3 separate regions of the Mus musculus genome follow, and all the other regions are linked to region 3. The links are chromatin contacts, called in public Hi-C maps. All regions are on one chromosome and are shown on one strand. Each heading gives the region's core, a stretch centred on a gene start, on an enhancer-like site or on the middle of the called end of the contact. The rest is flanking DNA. Distances are from core to core; before and after follow the strand shown. Region 1 overlaps Fggy (FGGY carbohydrate kinase domain containing). Region 2 overlaps Fggy (FGGY carbohydrate kinase domain containing). Region 3 overlaps Gm12694 (a long non-coding RNA gene).

Evidence for each region. Hi-C and Micro-C count contacts between places; a contact is called where the count stands out from the background.
Region 1: a contact with region 3 is called in a Hi-C map of bone marrow-derived macrophages, with 24 read pairs. The contact joins two enhancer-like sites. A contact is called at or near these places in 2 of 15 datasets of contacts at CTCF or cohesin (the NIH/3T3 cell line and pro-B cells), 15 of 484 Hi-C or Micro-C datasets (bone marrow-derived DN2 thymocytes, bone marrow-derived macrophages, cerebral cortex and 9 more) and 7 of 115 datasets of contacts at active chromatin or transcription factors (the NIH/3T3 cell line, Th2 cells, a beta-TC-6 cell line and 4 more).
Region 2: a Hi-C map of liver shows a contact between it and region 3, with 3 times the contacts expected there. The contact joins two enhancer-like sites. A contact is called at or near these places in 2 of 15 datasets of contacts at CTCF or cohesin (large pre-B cells and pro-B cells), 3 of 484 Hi-C or Micro-C datasets (bone marrow-derived macrophages, embryonic stem cells and liver), 2 of 115 datasets of contacts at active chromatin or transcription factors (double positive thymocytes and kidney) and 1 of 9 other capture datasets (adipose tissue).

Annotation. Positions count from the first base shown.
Region 1 is chr4:95,901,199-95,904,795 of GRCm38.p6, forward strand. All of the region lies in intron 14 of Fggy (FGGY carbohydrate kinase domain containing), which reads left to right. Among named protein-coding and RNA genes, the nearest start is that of Hook1, 64 kb to the right of the region's middle. Within about 2 kb of position 1,938, at least 1 of the 459 cell types and tissues checked has an H3K27ac peak or open chromatin away from gene starts, as enhancers often do.
Region 2 is chr4:95,585,088-95,588,542 of GRCm38.p6, forward strand. Fggy (FGGY carbohydrate kinase domain containing) reads left to right here. Exons shown (of 16, transcript NM_001113412.1): 2 at 145-360. The coding sequence starts at 157. Among named protein-coding and RNA genes, the nearest start is that of Fggy, 29 kb to the left of the region's middle. Within about 2 kb of position 1,319, at least 9 of the 459 cell types and tissues checked have an H3K27ac peak or open chromatin away from gene starts, as enhancers often do. A contact at or near this core is called in liver, where this site is marked.
Region 3 is chr4:95,003,998-95,007,209 of GRCm38.p6, forward strand. All of the region lies in intron 2 of Gm12694 (a long non-coding RNA gene), which reads left to right. Among named protein-coding and RNA genes, the nearest start is that of Gm12694, 26 kb to the left of the region's middle. Within about 2 kb of position 1,439, at least 11 of the 459 cell types and tissues checked have an H3K27ac peak or open chromatin away from gene starts, as enhancers often do. A contact at or near this core is called in liver, where this site is marked.

The DNA.
Region 1 (3,597 bases), core at 688-3,187, 900 kb after region 3:
ACCTCAGGTCACATACACCCAACCAAGGCACAGTACAACCAAAACAACATTGACAGAGTTTATAACAATTGTGATTTGCTGTAGAAAAGCCACTACCATCTTACGTGACCAGAATCTGATGTCAAAAGTTGTACGTTTGGGACATGAAAGCAATGGTTGTACATTTGGGACATGAAAGCAATGTTTAGAGCAGAGGAGCAGGACTAGAGGGGCAGGAAAGCAGCAGCATTGGCCTTTGCTCGGCATTCACATGTGCCGGCAGCTTTGATGCTTGGTCTCCTTTAATTCTCTTACCTATGCACCAGGTATTGGGAAAATTCTGTAAAGGCATTTTAAATGGATCAAGAGATGTTAGGTCCCTAGATCCTACCTAAGCAGTGCCTTTGTCACTCTTCCGGTGTTACTTCAGCCCATGTCCTTCAACCTCAGTCTGTTTCCTCCTTGGATAGATACATGCTCTGCAACATCATCTCTTAGTGCCTGTGCGTCCTTGGAATCTCAGTGCACCTGGGGATGCTCACCTAGCTATCACTAGTACTTCCTGGGTTCTGCCCACATTCTCAGCTTCGTAGTTCATGTTCTTAGAATGAATACAATTTGACAAGGAAGACAGGTCCCTGAAGACTCTGGTTAGGGTCTGCCATATCCTCTCTACCCTTCCTGCCCAAACCAGAAGAACTAGGGGGACAATTTTAGCTACCCAGGTACTGCCTTGAGATTAAAGCAAACATACTGTGAGGTACGGAGTAGAACATGACTCTGTTTTCACCTTCTTCACAGCCTGCTGAGTCCTGGCTTCTCAGTGTTCAGGAGTTTACACATTGAACGAAGGAAGTTCTGGTAGTGCTTCACCTTCAGGTACATGCTTAAATGAGCATTAAGGTACCCTTCCCTTGCCATTCCACTAAATCACTGTATGTGGAGCAGTAGGTAGAAAGTGCTGTCAAGCTTGTCAGGCCTGCTTCCTGACGTTATGACTAAGCCTGCTGCCTCAAGAAAACCATGGCATTCTTTGGGTCTTGGCGTGCTTGACTCTAAAGGGCTGAAGGATTTCCTGAGAATCATTTTGGTTTCATCTCTTCCCACTCATCTGTCCTCTTTCATGTGTGCATTCATTCTGAATGTCATCTGTTTCCCCATCACTCTTAACCCTGGACCAGGATGAGAGACTGCACATGAAGCATAAGGCAGACTTCTGTAACTACATGTCAATCACCAGCACGCAGGGCGGGCACCCTTATTCTTGTTGTCTACTTGGGGTTGGCCATTAGGAGACACAAGCAGAAAGCTAGAGTTGTTGTTGTTGTTATTATTATTATTATTATTATTATTATTATTATTATTATTCCAGCATCCTCTGCAGGGTTACTATAAGTTGGCTGCATCCATTTACTGCCTCACCTACTACAGAGGTAGTCTCATGCAGACAAGTATCTCTGTGTGGTGGGAACCTGTTTTCTCTCCCTTCACTTCTTCAAACTAAGAGGTACAAACGGTTCCCTACTGTTCCTGGTCTACAAATTCTTATTTCCTTTCATAATCCACTCTTTCTCGTTTATTTTTAATTTCAGTTTGCTTTATTTTAATATGCATGTGCCACGGCACACATGTGAATGTCAGAGGACAACTTTCAGGAGTCAGTTCTCTCCTTCAGTCATGTGGATCCTGGAGACTGAACTCAGGTTGTTAGCCTTGGTGGCAAGCGCCTTTACCCACTGAGTCCTCTTACCCATCTCAGTGTCTAATTTTTTAGTGAATACTTTCTCAAGCTTACTGCAGTAATGTCAAGTTCCTGGCAAGAATCTGGTCAATATGCTATGTTAGCTTTGTTTCCTATTTCCCACAATGTTTCCATTAAATCGTTTAGCTTCCATCCCCATCTTTCCTCTCATAAATGATCTATTTATTCTCAACCACCAGCCATCCCTAAGTAAACATCCATTAGTGAAACCTTTGCTTTGCTTTGCTGGGGAAATCAATGCTGGTTAGCTGGACCTGAGAAATCGGTGGTGATTAAGAAAAGACCAGCATCACTGAGGCAGGATCTTCTGGGAAGTGTTTCCTCGGGGTCAGCACATGCAGGCTGTGGTCCAGAAGGGACAAAGGAGGTACATTTTACTGGCAGATGAAATTGGTAATGTGCAAGAGTCTTCCATGTTTTTCAAGGCATGAAGGGAAATAGAGAGAAGCTCTGTCTTGGCACCAAGAGAAGCCATTGTTGAATGTGTAGCCACAGTTGCAGTTGAAAACTGAAGATTGAAGGGACCACGGAGCAAGTGACATTTGGCACCATGTGATAGTGTCAGAGTCCTTGAAGAGAGCCCAGGAGAGTTGAAGGTACAGGCCAGATGCAGCAGAAGTAAAAGCTGGTTCTTTAAAAATTAGCAAGATTGACAAAACTTTATCCAGGTTAACCAAAGGAAAAAGAGGGGAGACTCAAATTAATAAAATTAGAAATGAACAGAAAATTGTAACAGAAATGAGAAATCCAGAGAATCATAAGTACACATGTTAAAAATCAACTATCTACTAACCTTAAAATTAAACTAAAATAAAAGACGACCCTCTAGATGCACATGACCCACCCAACTTAAATCAAGATGACATAACTAATTTCAATAGATCCACAGCATCAATGAGATACAAGCTAATTAACAATCTCCCAACTAAAAAAGCTCATGGCCAAATGGTTCAGCACAGAAGTCTACTAGACCTTCAGAGAAGATCTAACGCTAACACTTCTCAAATCATTCTGTAAAACAGGAAAGGACACTTTCTCATTCTATTCTGTGAAGCCACGGTTACCCCAGCACCAAACCATACAAAGATCCAACAATAGCCAGAAAGAAAACTATAGTCTGATCTCTCCAATGAGCATAGATAGAAAATTCTCAATAAAATATTTGCAACCTGAATTCAGGAACACATGAAAAGGATTATCCACCATGGTCATGTTGGCTTTGTCCCAGAAATGCAGGGACGATTCCACATGCATAAATCAATAAATGTAATCCACCACATAAATAGACTCAAGAAAAAAGCATGATCATCTCATTATATGCAAAAAGGGCCTTTGACAGACTCTAACATCCCTTTGTGATAAAAGATCTGGAGTATTTAAGGATACAGGGAACATATCTCAACATGATAAAGGCAATGTACAACAAACCCATAGCCAACACCATGCTAAACTCAAAGCATTTCCATTAAAATCAAGAACAAGACAATGATTTTCCAATTTATTCACTCCTACCTAATATAGTGCTTGAAGTCTTATCTAGAACAGTAAAATAAGTGAATATTAAACACAGAGATAATTGTATCTCTTACCTTCGTCAAAAAAGCTTCTTTTTTCAACTGATGGAGGATATTGCAGAGATCTACAACCAGTCAAGATGCAAAAAATAAGTGACTTTTGGGGTGGCCAGCCTCAGTTGATGCATCTTTGAAGGTATATTACAATCCCTAGGCATAAGACTAGGGGATTAAATAAATGAAGATAGAAAAAGCCAAATAGAAAAAGTCCATTGCTAGTGTCTTCTAGATATGACAGGAAGCTGTGAAATGTTAATGGTTGTCAAAACAAGACCTATAGAT
Region 2 (3,455 bases), core at 69-2,568, 580 kb after region 3:
CCTTTGGGAAGTTAAATAAATAAATACACAGCCCCCAGCTAGGTAGTTGGATTCCCCTTTTCTGCCCACTTTGGAGAATGAATTTCTTGGCTGTCTGAGCAGGTCTGCTTGTCTTCACATGGCTTTTGCACTTGTCCACCACAGGTAGAGGGGACCATGATGTCTGGCAGAGACCAGGAACCAAGTCGCTACTATGTGGGCATCGATGTGGGAACAGGTAGTGTCCGTGCGGCTCTAGTGGACCAGAGAGGGCTCCTTTTGGCTTTCGCAGAGCAGCCAATTAAGAAGTGGGAGCCTCAATTCAACCACCACGAGCAGTCCTCAGAGGATATCTGGGCGGCATGCTGCCTTGTCACAAAGGTAAGAGCAGAACCGCGGCAGCCCCTCCCTGTGCATGCCCCCGCTGCTCAGCAGTTTCGTATGCGGGTACTCGGTCTGCACAAAGCATTAGAGGTAAATGGAGGCATGTGGCTGGGTGGGGTAGGCTTTGCCTTTCAGAAGCAAACCTTACTGTGAGTGACAGACAGCTGAAATGTGCTGGGAGGACTGCTGCAGCCAGTTCACAGAGCTAGAGCTGACTCTCAGGGCATGGTGGCAACGAAGACAGTGCAGACGATGTGGAAGCCTGAGCTGTGGAAACGAGGAAGGAAGAGTCATGGCGGCACCCAGTGTGTCTCTGTTGTATGCCAGTGTGTTAGCACATACTGTGGTGAATCCTTGGAACTTGGTGGAACTAGCCTTACAGCTAGCACTAATGCTGCCCCCAGGTCATTTTGTTCCAGGAGGAGATGGGGAGTGGAGTGCTGGTCAGCTTACCCGGTCATCAGGAGTTAGTGACTGGCAGCAGCAGGGCAAGAACCTAAACGTCTGATTCCTATTAACCATGAGCTCTGTATCCTCCCAGTTGGACACACAAGGGTCAGTGCATTGTGGGTAGGAGAAACAATGAGGGGCAGAAAACTATGGCATGCTCTAAGAAAGCATCTTCATATGAGCCCCACACATGCTCATCTTGAGTGGCCTGTGATAAGCCTGGGCTTGCTGTCTTAAGGAAGCAGGTGACGCTGGCTGTGACTAGTTCATGTCTCAATCATTAGTTTTAGTTTGTGATATTACTATGACTTCATATTTTGGTGATCATTAACAACAGACATTCTTTTATCTCCCTTTCCATCCCCCAAAAGGAAAAAAAAAATGAAACCCTGAGTTCTGGTCTTTCTCCCTGTTTCTAGTTGAGGTCCTTAAATATTCATGAAGTGCTTGGTAATTTTCAGCTGGACAGTCACCCATTTTTTTCTGTATTGATTGGTCTGGTTAAACTTTGATGAGCTCTGAGCAGCTGTTAGTGCCCCAGAGAAAACCACAGAGAGGTGGGTTGCGCTACCCAGACACTCTGCAGAAATAAAAGAGAGGTCATCTTCTCTTCTGCCTGTTTAATTTTCCTCTTCTCTCCCCACTCCCAGTCTCTGCCTCCATCAAAATCTTCTGCTCTTTGCCCTTGGGTCTCTTTTGTTCTTCTAACACTCTTGCCATTAAGGAAATTGTCAAGAAGAAAATATAGTTCCCTGATGAAGAGTTCCCTGAAAGCAGATCTACTCCAGCACAGCTTGGCTTAATGGCAGACTTTTAATCATCTCCCAGTGGTGGTCAGCTCATCATTTGTGTCAGCCCTGGTAGCCACAGAAGTGCAGGGCATTAGTGCTCAGCCAATACCTCTCACTGCAGCCGAGCTGCAGAAAGCCCATGGGCCTTAGGTCGTGCCTCACACATTGTATATGGAGATGTGCTGGAGTGTGATGTGTCTGCTCACAACCTCATGTGAGGAGGAGCTTCAAGGAGGCCTTTTTGATACTCGGAGTAGTCTGCAATTGAACTGCCTGGGTAGGAGTCCCTGACTTAGCAATGTGTAGCTGTGATCTTGGACTCATTACCATTTCTTGCCCAGTTTCCTTCTCAATAAAAGAAGATTAATGAGAGTCCCCAACTTCAGAAGACTCTTGTGGTGATTACAGTTTATAAAACGTCCCAGCAGTGTCAGGGGTTAAACAACCACTGTTGCCGGTGGTGGGCATGGTAACAAGGTGAGCAGATAGGGAGTGGATTTCTGAGACAAAAGAGAAGAAATGCAGGTGCGAGAGAATGCCTCTGGGAAACGTCCACCCGTCCCTCTGCCCAGGGCTCCTTCTGTGGAAGCCTTAAGCAGTGGTCTAGGACTTGAACTGCTGCCTCTTCTACCCTGGCCTGCCTTTGCTTCGTCAGTGGCTCCGGAAAGCAGAGATCTTGAGAACAATGGTGAACTGTCTTTCTTTTTTCTTTTTCTTTTTCCCTCCTGAGAGATGTTTTTCCCCTAGTCCAGTTAGTAAGAAGAGTAACAGTAGTAATGACAAGGCGGTGATGATGTCAGCAGCTTATATTCGTTGCTGATTGACCATGTGCTAGATGTGTGCTCAATACTGTGTGCCCATCACGTCACTTGGTCCTTATAACAACCTTTGCGGACAGTTTTTCTTCTCATGAAGATGAAAAAAGAAGGCTTTGAAGTAGTTCAGACAAGGGCTTTTAAGATGACTCAGAGACAGGTCTTCAGGCCTCTTTCTCCCCAGCCTCAGCCCTTCCCTGTGAGTCCTGCTTGCAGTTAGAGGTGTTGTAGGTTGCTACTGTGTGGGGCCAGGAACTTACCTTGTTAACTAAGCACTGCATGGTCGTGCCTTTTCCCAGGCTGCTGCTTCTGGGAAAATGTGGGCCCTTAAAATTGGTATGCTTTTATTAGGCCAGTACTCAATACAGCTAAAACGTTCTCTGGAAACACGCAAGTCCTAGGAGACACATACAATCCCATATCTTAAAGTGTGCTTTTTGGGTCTACTGTATCAAGGAAACATCACAAGTTTTTAGATTTCCACTGGGAAAAAGATAAGCTGAAAGAATCATCATATATCCAATGGTCATTTGTTAATTGCTCTTATTTTTATGTTTGTATATATGCATTTATGCATATGTTATGCACATGTTCATATGGGTGCACATTTGCATACAGGCATGCATGTATGTGCATGTGTGTACAGGTATGCTTGGTTGTGTGCACAGGTGTACGTGTGTGAGCGTATATGCAGTGTGTATGTGCTTGATGACAACCTGGGATGTCAGTTCTTAGGATCCATCCATATCCTTTTTGAGACAGAGTCTCTCCCAGGGGCCTGAGCTCACCTAGAAGGTTATGTTGGCTGGCCATTGAGCCCTAGTGATGCTCTGATCTAGACCTCCCAGCACCAGGATTGAAAGCAACAAGCCAGCTGTTTTTCCTGGCGCTAGGGATCAAACTTAGTTCTCATGCTTGTGAGACAAGCAATTTACCAATGGAGTTATTTCCTTAGCCTCAGGAAATCGTTATTTTATTTAGTCTGAAAATATTTATGGAGCGTGGACTGTATGCTATACTCTTTGTCAGACACTGG
Region 3 (3,212 bases), core at 189-2,688:
CAAGGCCCTGAGACAAAGTGCTGAGGGGGAGGGAAGGCTCCCCAGGTGATGGGAGTGTTTGGAGACACAGGGATACCTAACAGTATCTGGAGACTCGACGGCTGATTCAATGGTTATTTACTGAGTGACTCCTCTATGTCAGGTGACACATCATAGAAATAATGTGTGGCTGTCATCCAGAAATTCATTGTTAGAGGTTGAAATATACGTCTGAAATCCCTATGGGGAAGTCCTGATCCCCTGGTACCTCATAATGCGACTGGATTCACCAATAAGGCTTTTAAAAAGGTAATACAGGTAGCAAGAAATGAGTCAGGTGGGCCTTAGTCCAGAAATACGGTGTCATTCTAGACTATGGCATGGAAGGCAGGACTTCTTGCACAGGAGAAGAGAAGCGTCAGAAGAAGTCACCCTGCTAACCCTTTAATCTACATCTTCTAGCCTCCAGGACGGTGGGAAAATAAATTCCTGTTGCTTAATTGGACAACTTGTGGTATTTTGTCATGGCAGTTCTAGGAAATGAATGCATGCTGGGAATATAAATTTTGCAAGATGTAGTTTCCTGGACTTCAAATGTCCATGCTACAGGGAGACCTTAGACAAGCACTGGTGATTCTGGGCTGTGATGTAGCGCAGTTGCCTTTAGCTGGGTGCAGGTGAGTTTGGCCATAACCCTAAACTTTTTTTTTTACATGTTTTCACATATTTTTTGACTTATTTACTTTGACCTTCATATCACCCAATGGCATGACTCTGATGCCTGAAGGAGGTCCCTTTCTGTGCTATCTGGTTGATACATTCCTCTCTGCTCCACCCAGGGACAATCTGTTGACCTTCAAATACTCCTCCATATTTCAATTCTGCCCTTCCCCTTCCACTCAGTTTCTTCTGTCTCTTCAATATGGACCATTTGTCTTGTTTAATTCCTTATTTCCCTAAACCAATACCCTATGTAGCCATATAGGCATATGCATATACAGGTTGTTTCACTTTTCTGTTAGTGTGCTTGCCTTCTGTATACAAATCTCTCTCTCTCTCTCTCTCTCTCTCTCTCTCTCTCTCTCTCTCTCTCTCTCTCTCTCTTTCTTGTTAGGTTGGTTGTATACTTTCAGAGCTCAACTTGATGCCCAGCATAGAGTTTTGCTCCAAATCTAGTAGAATATGGGAGTGGAATTAGAATGGGCCCTAGACTCTGGGTTCTTTCTTTGCTATAACCTACAAGAACAAAGAACATTCATCCAGAAAAAAAAAAAGAAAAAAAAAGAAAAACAGAAAAAAAGAATGACTTTACAGGGTAGCGTGTAGACGGGTTGTACACACACGCATGAGTAACTGTGTTATCTTCAGTAATGATTTTAGCTCTGACACTAGACCACCTCCATTATACCAGTCAGCCAGCAGTGTGATGACCAATTTTCCAAATGATTAACCAAATGTTTGCTTTGCTCAATCTAACAGAGCAATTAGAGAGAATGGTGGTGAGACCAGGACGAGAAGTCTTAGAGAGCAGAGAAGGGAGCAGTCCTAAGCAAAGAACAATGGAGCTTGCTTTTAAGATCGTCTTTTAAGAAAGATGAGTGGAGTTCATGAGTATTCCAGAGAGTGAATGGCTCAGGCCACGTCATGAGACTTGGGATTGTGCAATAAAGATCAAGAGGACATGAGCATGTTGGGGGTAGGGGATAGGTAGAAAATTAAAGGTCACAACCAACATCTTTGTGCACAACATTTGTTTACATTTGAAATATTTATAGAAAGTTTTAGATTTGAGCATTGTTTATACTACCAAAATATTGGAAATGTCCAAGATATGAGAAAAGATAAAGTATGATGCATTTATTCAGTATAATATAATAGCTATATGATTAAATATGGTTGTAATAAAGATCTTGATATAACTATGTCTTTTGAGTAATCATAAATGAAATAGCAGGGTTTGGCTTGATCATATGTATTTAAAAATAAAATAAATTATAATCAGAGGAATCAAATGTAGGAAATAATGTCAGTGATGGTCATTTGGGTGATGCCCTTCTACGCTGTTATAGCTTATTTTGTGCTTTTCAGTTATCTACAATGGAAATGAAAGTCTCACGATGGACCTTTGAAAGATCCAGCAAGGCCTGGTAGTGCAGGACTGTAGTTCCAGCTCCTGAGTGAATCAGAAGGATCAGAAGTTCAATGCCTATCAGGGCTTCATGTGCATTCAAGCTGTTTGGTTTACAGGGTGAGTGTAAGGTCAGTCTGGACAAGTTGGCAACACCCTGTTCAAATTTTTTTTTAAGTAAAGAACAAAAATTCTGGGGGGATGCATGTCAGTGGCAGGATGCTCGCCCATCACGTATGAGGCCCCTGGCTCAACCCCTAGCACCACACGTGATAGGAAAGAAAATGCTCGTGTCCTGCCCCCAAGATTTCTGATGTCAGTCCTTTACAGTTTATGGTTAAAAGACGAAGTTTGTAGGAACCTTGTGTGACCAGAAGAGAAAAGGCCACAAAGGCCGGGCGTGGTGGCACACGCCTTTAATCCCAGCACTTGGGAGGCAGAGGCAGGCGGATTTCTGAGTTCAAGGCCAGTCTGGTCTACAGAGTGAGTTCCAGGACAGCCAGGGCTACACAGAGAAACCCTGTCTCAAAAAAAGAAAAGAAGAAAAAAAAAAAAAAAGAAAGAAAGAAAAGAAAATTAAAAAAAAAAAAGGAAAAAAAAGGCCACAATATCACTGAGAGACAAAGAAAAGATCAAGAAAGAAAACAAAAGACCAATGGCTGTAATTTTGTCTGTCCTTATCTAAAACTGAGAGGCGATATCAATTGTTAGTCTTTCTAGTGAACTCTGGGCCCAAAGGGTAGAAAGAGGGTTAAGTCCCACCACAACCCAACACCACTTTCAGTCTCACTGAAAGCTTCCCACTGACTTTTAGTCTCTAAGCAGACAGTGCTAGCGCAGTGTCACACACGGTTCAGCCAACCCCTTCCAGTCCATTTGAGTTCTGTCCTTCTGTATGAACCTGCTGAGAACAGATAATTCTCCATGAGACACTTCTGCTATTCTCTGACCCTCTCTATATGAGGTTTAATGAGACCACATGTAATGTCTGCATCGCTGTCTCCTCCACACCGGACACAAGCCCCCACACACGTAAACACTGGAATCCTGACACAGGGCTGCACATAAGCAAACACTGTAAACATCAATGAACACACAAGGGAAG